Regions from separate parts of the Mus musculus genome. Here region 1 is linked to region 2. A link is a contact called in public HiChIP or PLAC-seq data. All regions are on one chromosome and are shown on one strand. The core of a region is the stretch at or near the end of the contact, and the rest is flanking DNA. Distances in the headings are between cores, read along the strand shown.

Region 1 (5,721 bases), core at 1,698-4,197, 950 kb after region 2:
AATTGTTGTTGTCCCTGGTGGAACTCATGGATGAGGAGACTGGAGAGCCTGGGACCTACCAGTTTCTCCACCCCTCGTGTCTGTGTCTCTGTCTAATTGTCTGATTCGCCCAGATCTTCAGAACATTAGCCTCTGCTTCTGTGTTCACAGAGCAAAAGAGCAACATCCTCTTAGCATCTCCAAGAAACATGAGACCATTCACAAGCCCCTTAAACTCAGAATTCCTGAGACTGAGCTCCAAGCTCATCTCTCAAAGGTCCCAACACCCATGGGACAGGACTGACCACATTTGTGTAAGATGTCCACAGCAGCCACGATGCATAAGAGAGCAGGCAGAGATAGAACTAGAGAAAGGAACCATGCTGTGGACAATGATATTAACCAAAGGGATAAGGGCAAAATGTAAGTTTAAGAAATAAAAGGGCCATCTAGCATCTAACACAAAATATAATTGAGTGTCTGCAAAATGAAAAGACACTGATATTAATTTCCAGATTGAGGAGGTCCCTTGGATGGGCCCGCTTGTCTGTTTCCCAACTTCATGGGCACCTGCGGGTGGTGTGTTCATTCCTAAGGCTGAGCCTCACGCTACATTGTTCCATGTTTTTTAAAGCTAAGCCTCACGCTACATTGTTCCTTGTTTTCTAAAGCAGAAGGGTTTCACAGCCAGGTTTCTCCCAGTATCCAGGAGAGGCTGGGGTCCATCGTATGCCTATATTCCTGGAGATGTACTGTTCCTCTACAAAGTAAACTAATCTGTGGAAACCATGGTTATTTTCCACATTTTTTAAGTTAGCGGTTCTGTAACCGCCTTTATTTTGAGACTTCTCCAGGGAATGAACCCAACCAGGGCATCATGCATGCTAGGCCAGAATTCTGCCTTCAGTCAAGTTGATTTTGTTATGAGTTGTTTCTCTGCCTGTTTTATTTTTCAAATATTAAATATGGACATTCTTTGAGGAAGACGGAAAAAAAACAATAAAAGTCAAATTATTATCTTTATACTTTGTGCCTCCCCCCTGACGACAAAAACACTCTGACTGTGTGTGCAGCTTATAAGAAGAGAGAGTACACCATGCCGTCCTGGGACGGAGACCTGGAGAAGCTAGACACTCCCAAACCCAGGCCCAGAGCAGATAGCAAGTCTTAAAGCCTGGAAGACTTGGCGCTCCTGAAGCCAAGGCCAGCTCTGGCTTTATATATCGAACGTGGGAAACTAGAAAATCACTAACTGGCTTTACTTTTGCTACATGACAACTTCCAGGGGTCAACATGACTCCCAAGAAGGATGTGGCACCATATCTGTGCGGCACCATATGGATACCTGAATCATTATGGATACCTGAATCAAGCCCGGTATGCTCACAGGCCAGTCCCAAATGCCAAAGCAATAGACACTGACCACAGACACTCAGTTGAGGGGTCCAGACAGTCAACCTGAAAAGGACAAGAACTCTCATAGGAAGACCAACCATGTACATTAACCTGGACCCCGGGAGCTCCCAGAGACTGCATCGCCAACCAAAGAACATACACGGGCTAGCCCAAGGCCCCCAGCCATATGTAGCAGAGGACTGCCTTGTCAGGCCTCAGTGGAAGAGGATGCGCCTAATCCTGTAGACTTGATACCCCAGGGAAGGGGGACGCCCAGGAGAGGGGGAGGGAAGAGCACCCTCTCAGAGGCATAGGGGAGGGAGAATGGAATGAAGAACTCTGAGTGGGGGAGGGGACTTGGAGGAGGGCAACATTTGGAATGTAAGTAAATAAAATAATTAAATAAAAAGTCTCAACATGCTGATATCATTTTAAAGAGGAGTATCTGGGGGGGAACGAACAGTTATCTGAGGAGACGCTACTCGACCGCTTCTCACGCTGACACTGTTAGCCTCTCTAGTCAAAACTGCACCTTCCGCGACCTCCTCTCCAGAGAGGCCAAGTCTTTGGGTCTGGGGTTAAGACCCCAAAGTCAAGGCTTCAACAGGCACCAGGTCTGGGGCAGCTGTCCAGAAACCACGGTGGGAAAACAGGGCGCGGACAGTGGGAGGATGTGGAGAGGAACCGGAAGTTTAGACTGCAACACAGTCAGGGGAAGGCTGAAATGAAGGATCCCAGCCAACTGCTCCACCCACTTCTCTGCTTTTGAAGAGTCTTTGTCTCAGGAAGAGAACGTTCTGGAAGGGCTGAGCAACCATAGAGGGAAGCAAGAGGAGTCTCTAGCAACACCAAGTGCCAAAGTACCAAACCTAAGCCAAGGCTTAAAGCAATCATTAATGCCTGATGTAAGGTTATAGACGAATAAGGAATGGAAATAAGGGGAAAGAACGCACCGAGTCGATGTTATTGATTTACACGTTCAGAGAAATGCCAGAACTATTATTTAGATGTCAAAATAACTCCAAGAAGAGTTTTGATACAAGGCTGTTTTGATAATTTGAAACCGAATACCTGCCGGCTTTGAGACAGGGCTCTCAGACACCCAGCCTCTGTAAATCCCGCTGCGCCTCTCTGAGCAGGTCACATTTCGTCTTCCAAGGTTATACCGTGTTAAATTATATGCAATTTCAAAAAGAGCAAACCCTTGTCCCGTACTAGAGTCCCCTTGTCTTAAAGGCATGCTCTGGCTCAAATTAATTTATAGCCCGAGGGGATTTGGGGAGAGAAAGCTAAAAATTCCAAGCGAAAATAGCCCAGAATCTGGTTGCTTCTTAAATATCAAGGGATGTTGTCTGGGGGCTAGGAAGGGCTGTGCAGGGCTACAGGTAAACAGAACAGTGGGGAACTGTCAGGTCCGATAGATGCTTCACAGCGGAAAGGTCCTGCTGGATGCAGAGAGCATAAAAGTAGGAGCCCAGCACCCAGCAAACCGCTAAGCTCAGCACAGCTGGTGGAGCAGGGGAGCAGAGGCAGTGAAAATGATCTCCACTCGCCTTCCCAAGCCCTTCCTGCAGAGGACTCAGCGGTCGGTCAGACTTTCACTAGGGGCTTGCTCGGATTCGCTACTTTCTCTGTGTCCGCTCCTCTCTCCCGCCACTTGAGATGCGGCTTAGTTGGAGGCCCCTGTGGTTAAAATCACAATATTAATTCAGAATAATCTTCTCAATGAGTAACTTCCTTGCCCCGAAGTCTCATCCAACTCCACCCTAAGTAAAAGGACTAAGTTTTTCCAGCTCTGCCATAGAAAAATGAATACAGTGATTCCAAAAACAATTCCAGTCTTAAGAGCTGGGGTCTCCTTTATACTAAGGTGTTTGAAGTAACTCCTTTTTGTTGCCAATTAAGTTTAACAGGGGTCGTTTAAATGTATACGACTTTTAAGGATTCCCCAACCTGAAAATCTAAAGCAGTAGTTCTTAACCTGAAGGTCGTGACCTTTTGGGGGAGGGGGTCAATCAACCTTTTCACAGGGGTCACTTAGGACCCTTGGAAAGGACAGATATTTACATTACAATCCATAACAGTAACAAAATTACAGTTATGGAGTGGTAACTAAATAATTTTACAGCCGGAGTCACCACACCATGAGGAACAGGATCAAAAGCAGCATTAGGGAGGTTGAGAACACAGCTTGAGAGCAGTCATTTGCAGGGTAATTGAATGCATGCATTGAAGTATGCTGTGTGCTAGAATACCAAGCCTCATGCTACCTTCAAGCAGTGTCGAGATGCAGCTCAGCATCTGTTCTCTGGCATTTGAGAAAAACAAAACAAAACAAAACGAAACAAAAACAAAAACAAAAAAAAAAAAAAACATGACTATAAGTCTCCATTAGAATCGCCAAATATCTGTTTTCTCACTAAAACCATGGAGTCTTGCAGCAGCCTGATAGCAAAGGTCCTGAAACAGCCCTGACTGCATTAAGTCTCAGGAACATGGCATGTTAGAAAGGCTTCATTAGATAGATTTTTCTAAATCTCGGAGCTTTGCTTAGGCACTCGCAGTACCTGTCACCTGCCCCGTGCACTCTCAGTAAGAATGTACCTGAGCCCTCTTGACTTAACCAGTCCCTTAAGTTTGGGTTCCCATGTATCTTTCCAGTCTTGTTTATTTTCTCCTTGCTTCTGGTACTGGGTTATTTTTGAATCTATATAGTTTAGCATGCTAGCTACTTGTGGTGGTTTGAACAAAAATGACCACCACATGCCCAAAGGAAGTGACACTATTAGAGGGTGTGGCCTTGTGGGAGTGGGTGGGGTTTTGTCGGAGGAAGTGCATCACTAGGGGTGGGCTTTGAGGCCTCAGATGCTCACGCCTGGCCAGTGTGTCACTGCTACTTCCTGCTGCCTGCTGACCTGGATGTAGAACTCTCAGCTTGCCCTCCAGTACCGGGTGTGCCTGCATGTCACCATGCTTCCTGCCATGACTGATCAGTTCATGGACTGATCCTCTGAACTGTAAGCCAGCCCCAATTACACACTGTTCTTTATGAGAGTTGCTATGTGGTCATGGTGTCTCTTCACTGCAATTAAGGCCCTAACTAAGACAATACTCAATGTGTGCTTCCATTCCATGGAAATACCCTCTTTAAAATTCTCTTACCTCCTGGTGATCAGATCCACCCGCAGTTATAGGGCCAAAGACACAATGGAGGTAAAGAAACAGCTGCAGGAGAATACAAAAAGAAGAGGCTACAGGTGTGCTTGCTGTCTTTAGAGATATCACACGTGTGTTCGCGGTGTATTTTACATATGTGTGTCAGATAACAGCCTTTGTGTTGGGAAGGCACTCCCAGCTAACCTCTTCAGTAGGTAGGACCATACTCAAGGATTTCCTGTCACCAACACCAAGACCCCAGTGAGTGACAAGAGCCATGGCATCCTCTTTCCTGGTGACTGACCAAGATGGCCAACCTACCAAATGAAATGAACTTAACTATGTTCTCCTATTGCTGGCTCAGAGATAGCTTTACACTGTCCTGTGAACTTCAGGAAACACGGTGTTCTCACTGAATTCCTGAGGAAACTGCCTGTCGCTTGCTTCACAGTTTCCCCAGCTGGACTCAGCTTAAAACCATCTTATACCTGACTCTAGGTGCCTATCTTTGTTTCTTACAACATTTCCATCTCAGTCACTTCAAAATACATAAATGTATGCCTGGTATATTGGTATACAAGTCTGTAATCAAGCACTGGGGAGGCAGAGGCACGAGGAACATGAGTTTAAGGCCAGCCTGGGCTACATAGCAAAAACTTACTTCAATAAATGAAAAAAATTATTATATAAAATGTATAAAATTTTTTAAGTCTCTTTCTAGTTTGACAACTCACAAATGTCTTTCTGAAGGACCTAGGAGCCATCCCTTTGACATAGAATCATTAAGACCACGCTGCCTCTCCAAGTGTCTCTTTGAAAGTAGCAGCCTGTTTGGACAGGCATCAGAAAGCCTAATCACAGCCAAAATCATTTGAAAACACGGGACCCAACACTGTGGGCATTGGCCTCAACCACTGGCCCTTCTCCATCACTAAGGCACCCTGAATCAAGTCTCCCTTATATGCTTAGTTTTGTTCAGTACTGTATTTGCTTTAACAGGAGGTCATTACTCCTATGAATGACATAGTATTTCATGGAGAAAGGAGAAAGCTTTTCCCTTGCTGCTCCAAGGAGCTATTTCTCTGAGAATACAGAATTCTTCATCTCTTCGTGGCAAAGTGCCTGTGCCTGTTATGAGCCACCAGCAAGCCCTTTGGGAAACAGTGAAAGGTGACTCGGTGATGTTGGGTG
Region 2 (5,630 bases), core at 1,538-4,037:
GTGTTTGCAGGAGGGAAAAGAAAAGTGAGAAGGGCTATTGGGAGGATATAGACGGCGAGAAAACCAGAAGGAATGGAAAGTGTGTTAAAATTATAAATAGGGGCTTGAATAAGCAGTAAGAATGGCTTATCCCATTTTTCTTTCTCTGGACCAGTATTCCCAACAGCTCCATTATCTCAGAATTGGCTTATGGGTCTTCCTTGAAGACAGCGAATGAGGAGACCGCTGGAAGCACCCGAAGGCAATGAACACAATTTCTCAGGTAGAGAAATACCTGCCCCGTGGAATCTATCTCCAAGACTACATGTGCCTGATGGATTTTTTTTTCTCTGAGACTAAATACTGCCTATGTTGATAAAAGTTTAGGAAGCACTAAATGGCTCTAACACAGTGACAAGCCTTCTTGATGCATGGTGCCCAGGGCGAAAATTCAATGTGTGAGATTATCTGCTCCTCTGAGGGCTAGCGTATCTTTAGATATCAAAATTAATATGAAAAAATAGAAATCTCTTTCCTTCGTCCTTCCCTACCGTTTTCTCAGGCCAGATACGGCAGCCTATGGTAAGAGGAACATCTAATGTTGGAGAAACAAACTCCTTTTGAGAAATTAAATTTTTTTTTATTTTTCTGACAACACAGCTGTCAAAGTGTTCTGTGGAATAACTGAGTGGAGACCGGATGGAGGAGGAAGGTATGGCTGATATGAAGATCTATTCTGAGTTTCTCTGAATCCTGCTAGCGCTCTTCTCCAGACAAGAGCAACCTGGTATCACAGGTTACCAAAGTGCTGCTGCTCTATGTAAGACAAAGAATCAACATATAGATATAGATATAGATAACTCAAAAAACAAGCTGTATTTTTTTTAAATAAGTCCAGCCGTTTTTGCTGCCTGCAGCCAAAGATCTAATCTGAATGCTTAAATTTATAAAATAATATTAATAATAATAAAAAAATCAAACACTGTGCTGAAGTCCTGCTTTCAAACGCTCTTCGGAGTTGACCTGACATCACTTCAACTAATTTAAGAGGTACATTAAAAAACAAAACAACAAAAGAAAAATCCAAACAACCAGATCATTTTGAGCACATGTATGTCAGAACCAGCGGTTAGGCTTCATACGTTGTAGAACAACTGGATTTTGACCAAGTCCTCCACTGTAACAACAGTACCATTACATTTACAGTGACACGATGCACATCTGAACCGTAGCCATGGCGGACTGCAGAGACCAGGATCTATCACACTGATGCACCCCAAAGGTCAGGGGCTCGGCCTGGTGGGAGAAGATGCTGGTGAAGGGGCAGCTTCTGAGGAGCATCCTGCACAGGTGGGCGTGGCATCTGCCTCCCATGACTGATTCCACTAAGACTGGGAGAAGGAAACCGGCTCCTTCAGACTTTTGGGGTACACTCTCTTAAAACTCAGCCTTTAGGCCTCAAAGACACCTGGTCTTAACTCTTCTATTTGGATCTTTGGGGTACAGCCTCAAGTTTTGGTTTTCATCAATGAACGGGTACTATTAATGGAAGGCAATTTAAAAATCACATTCAGTGGTTTGGGTCTATGTAAATACTATGTAAGTAAACCCCTGACCAACAGCTTACTTGGTTGAGCTCTGTGATAAAGCATGCCAGAATGAGGAGGCCTTGGGGCAAGTATATCTCCAGGCCAAAATGAAATCCTCTTCAGAGCAAATCCTTGGCACCTCTCTGAACCCTTTCAGGACAGAGTTTGCCTCTCTTTTTGAAGGGAAGGAGCCAGGTATGAGACTATTTGTTGAGCCTAGCAGAAAATTTTGTACTTCTGACCTTGGAGTGACCCTCAGTGTCTACAATCCAATTAAAAACATTGCTGCGTTACCTACCAACTTGTTTGAATAACATAAAGGGAGTTTAATGTAAACAATATTTCTAGTTAACCAAGCGATCTCTTTTTTTTCCAGACATCTTCAACGCAATAATATTTAACTTTGGCTATTATAAAGAAAAATGTAGTACTTGATATCTTTCTTAATATAAGTACATTTAAATAATTAAAAAAGTATCAACACATATGTAAATGTTCAAACATCAAGATACATAAATATCTAGGGATTTCTTTGTGGAAATACAGTAGTTAAAAAATGACCCAAAGCTGTAGCTGTCTCTTTAAAAATAAAAACAAAAACCAAACACAAATAAAACCCCCAGCTACATGAAAGTCTAAAAGTTAAATAAACCTTACAGAGAAGGGAATTTTATTTCTTTGAGTTGGTCAAAGGAAGAAAAAAAAGCAAGCTCAAATCTATACACACTTAAAAATAAATGACCACCCAGATGCAAACAGGCATTTTTGCAATCGATAAGGTGCGGAAAAGAAAACTCCGAAATAAGAAATAGATGCCAAACAGGATGGGCTGCGTCTTCCCCACCCCGAACCGAAAACATTCCACACTCTTTGGAATAAACAACGTGGTTAAAAAGTGAAGTCAAGGGTATAAAATCTTTCTTTTATTCACAGCATTGCTAAATCAGAAGCATTCACAGTTTCCCTCCGGGATTCTTCCTGGTGGCCTCCAAGGGCCCTCCTGGCGGGGTCTGTGCATGGACGGCAGGCCCAGTCCCTCGATGGCGATGGCGCTCAGCTCAGTAGGGCCGCCACACGGCCTCCTCCAGGCGCGCGGGGGGCATGTTGGTGGGCGAGTTGCTATGGCTGCCCTCGGTCTCCACCACGTCGCTCTGGCTGGGGAGGCTGGGGTTGAGCAGCGCGGCGCCGGTGGATGCGTTGGTGCAGGGCGGCAGGATGCGCGGGGGCGATCTCTCTCCGCCCACCATGGAGAACTGGTAGGAACCGGCCGAGGCGCCGTAGTATAGATGGTAGGAGGGCGAGCCGGTCTGGAAGGGCCCGGCCTGCGCCTGTGATGAGCCGGGGTAGGGCGGCGGCAGGTAGGTGTGGTAGCGAGAGGCCGAGCTCATGGCTGACATGCCGATGCCGATGCCCGACGTGACGGGCGGCGAGTAGGTGAAGGCGCCTGGGTAGTGCATGCGCGGGTCGGAGATGGACGGCAGAGTAGGGAACTGGCGTGGGTCGCCGAAGGCGGTCAGGTCCGGAGCCGCTGTGGGCGGGCAGAGGAAGAGAAGGCATGAGTGTGTGGTCAGGGAGGCACAGGCTTCCTAGACTGCCAGAGTGCTGCGGCTCAGGACACACAGGATTGCCCAGGGTGCCCCTGCCCACGGTGGGTGGGTGGGTGGGGCACAGCGAGTGCTCCTGCCCACGGAGGGGGGATCACGGAGAGTGCCTCTGACACAAAGAGTGCTCCCTCTCCAACACACTGGACTTGCCCAGAGAGTGTCCCTGCCCATGGAGAGGGACCACAGAGAGTGCCCTTGCCCCGGGGGCGGGGGGGGGGGCACAGCGAGTGCTCCTGCCCTATGACAAAGGACTAATCAGAGTGCTTCTGCCCATGGAGGGAGCGACCCAGAGAGTGCTCCCACCCCAACACACTGACTGCCAAAAGTGCCCCATCCATGGAGGGGGAAACCGGAAGTGCTCCCACCTAGGACACAGGATTGCCCAGACTGGCCCTGCTCATGGGGGGGGGGGGCATAGAGAATACCCCTGCCCCAAATACTGGACTACCCAGAGTACCCCTGCCCATGGAGGGGGGGGCCACAGAGAGTGACCCTGCCCACGGGGAGGGGAGCACGGCAAGTGCACCTGCCCTAAGACACAGGACTACCCAGAGTGCTCCTGCCCACGGAGTGGGGGCACAGCATGTGATCCTGCCCTAACACACAGGACTACCCAGAGTGCTTCTGCCCGGGGGGGGGGGACCACGGAGAGTGCCTCTGCCCATGTAGGGGGCTACACAGAGAGTGCTCCCCCCACAACACACTGCCCCTGCCTGTGGAAGGGGGGACCGCAAAATTGCTCCCACCCAGGACACAGGACTGCTCAGAGTGTCCCAGACCACCAAGACTGTTTCCAACCAGGTCACACAAGATTGCACAGAATGACTATGGGTGGGGGATGGGGGTGGCACAGGGAGTGCTCCTACTCAGGACACAGAAGAGTGCCCAGACTGGCCCTGACCATGGAGGAGGGAGCACGGAGAGTGCACCCACCCAACAGACTGGACTGCCCACAGCTCCCTGCCCAGGGAGGAGGGAACCACTGAGAATATTCCTGCCTGAGATGTACACTTACCTAGAAGTCAACAGGACAGATAACTACCCAAGATACTGTCACTTAAGAAGATGAGATTCTATGCAGAGGGCTGCTGCCAGGGAATGGTGGGTGGCGGGGACTATCTAGCAAGAAGTGGGCTTCCCCCAGCATGTTTGACATGACAGATGTCAAACAGTGTGACACAGAGCAATGGCAGATGCATTGCAGGGAGTGGTGGGCGGCATATGGTATGTATCCTGACACGCCGTAGCATATGTACCATATAGGTACCTGTCACACACACTGTAGTGTAAAGTTTCCAATACACATAAATGTTAGATCCCAGGTTGGCAAACTGTAGCTCATTGGCTAAGTCTGGCTGGGGAGAAGTTTTATGTGTTCTAGGAATTAAGAATGAATTTTACCTTTTCAAATGGTTGTAAGACTAAAAATAAAAACACACAAAAATTGTATTTCTACTCTGTTGCGACATAGCTTCAACCTATAGCACAAGTTGGCACCTGTGTGCACTTTCATGGGCGCTAAGTAGCTCCTATTGCTGTTGAGTGACCAGGACAACAGAGTGTCCAAAGCTTAACAACTTCTCTTTGGTCCTTTACTGGGGGAGAAAAAAAAGCCTATCCTCTAATGAAAGCATCAATACTGACTGGTATATTGCTAATATAATCAGTACATTGGCATAACAATATTAATATAACAATATACAATGGCATAACATTAAAATAACTGAGGTCATGCATCCACTGATATGTTGATAGTAGAATATTATATGTTAAGTATGTTATAATAACAATATTATGTCATTGCACTTAGTAGTCAGGTTGGATAATAGAAAACTGTCATTTTTGTAGACTCTGATCCCTTGAAAGTTGGCTAATTTCCTATTATTAGGTGCAGTGCGTGTTGTGGTAGGGACGACGTGAATGTCGGTGATTGACACATCACTTGCCTCTGTCTCTGCCTTCTGACTTGTTCCCATCTATAGTAACCTTAGACATTTGACTTCATGTCTCGTCTTTATCTAAGACCTGAGTCACTGTTTTCTTCTTAAAGGTAATTTTACTTGTGATTATGCTTGTGTGGTTATGAGCCTGTGTGTGTGCAGTGCCCCCAGAGGCTAGAAGTGGGTGCCAACATCCCCCAGAGCAGTGCATGCTCTAAACCACTGAGTCATGGCTCCAGCTGCTGTGTCACTCACTAGCTTCTAACACAAATGGATAGCAAAACTTGTTTTGTCCAGAAATGACAGACTTTCTTTACAAGATTCATTTTGAATTTACAGTTCTACAGACTGCCCTTGCTTCACCGGCTCCCTCTGCACTTGGCACGTGTGCATGCTGCCTTTGAGGCAGACCAGGGGACAGGAGGGACAGGAGGGTTCCCTTGCCAAAAGTGCCACTGCTGGCATCTTTGGGCTGTATTATGTCTAGCGGGTGTTTGGAGACTGATAACTGTTTGGTG

Evidence for each region. HiChIP or PLAC-seq counts read pairs in DNA pulled down with a chosen protein or histone mark.
Region 1: an H3K4me3 HiChIP or PLAC-seq map of craniofacial prominence shows a contact between it and region 2, with 7 times the contacts expected there. The contact joins two enhancer-like sites. A contact is called at or near these places in 2 of 484 Hi-C or Micro-C datasets (bone marrow-derived macrophages and embryonic stem cells), 6 of 115 datasets of contacts at active chromatin or transcription factors (craniofacial prominence, differentiating embryonic stem cells, embryonic basal ganglia and 3 more) and 1 of 9 other capture datasets (embryonic stem cells).

What each region holds. Positions count from the first base shown.
Region 1 is chr16:93,555,779-93,561,499 of GRCm38.p6, forward strand. No RefSeq gene overlaps it. Among named protein-coding and RNA genes, the nearest start is that of Gm30695, 27 kb to the left of the region's middle. Within about 2 kb of position 2,948, at least 12 of the 459 cell types and tissues checked have an H3K27ac peak or open chromatin away from gene starts, as enhancers often do. A contact at or near this core is called in craniofacial prominence, where this site is marked.
Region 2 is chr16:92,603,029-92,608,658 of GRCm38.p6, forward strand. Runx1 (runt related transcription factor 1) reads right to left here. Exons shown (of 8, transcript NM_001111021.2): 8 at 1-3,096. The coding sequence ends at 2,627. Among named protein-coding and RNA genes, the nearest start is that of Gm30224, 9.7 kb to the left of the region's middle. Within about 2 kb of position 2,788, at least 55 of the 459 cell types and tissues checked have an H3K27ac peak or open chromatin away from gene starts, as enhancers often do. A contact at or near this core is called in craniofacial prominence, where this site is marked.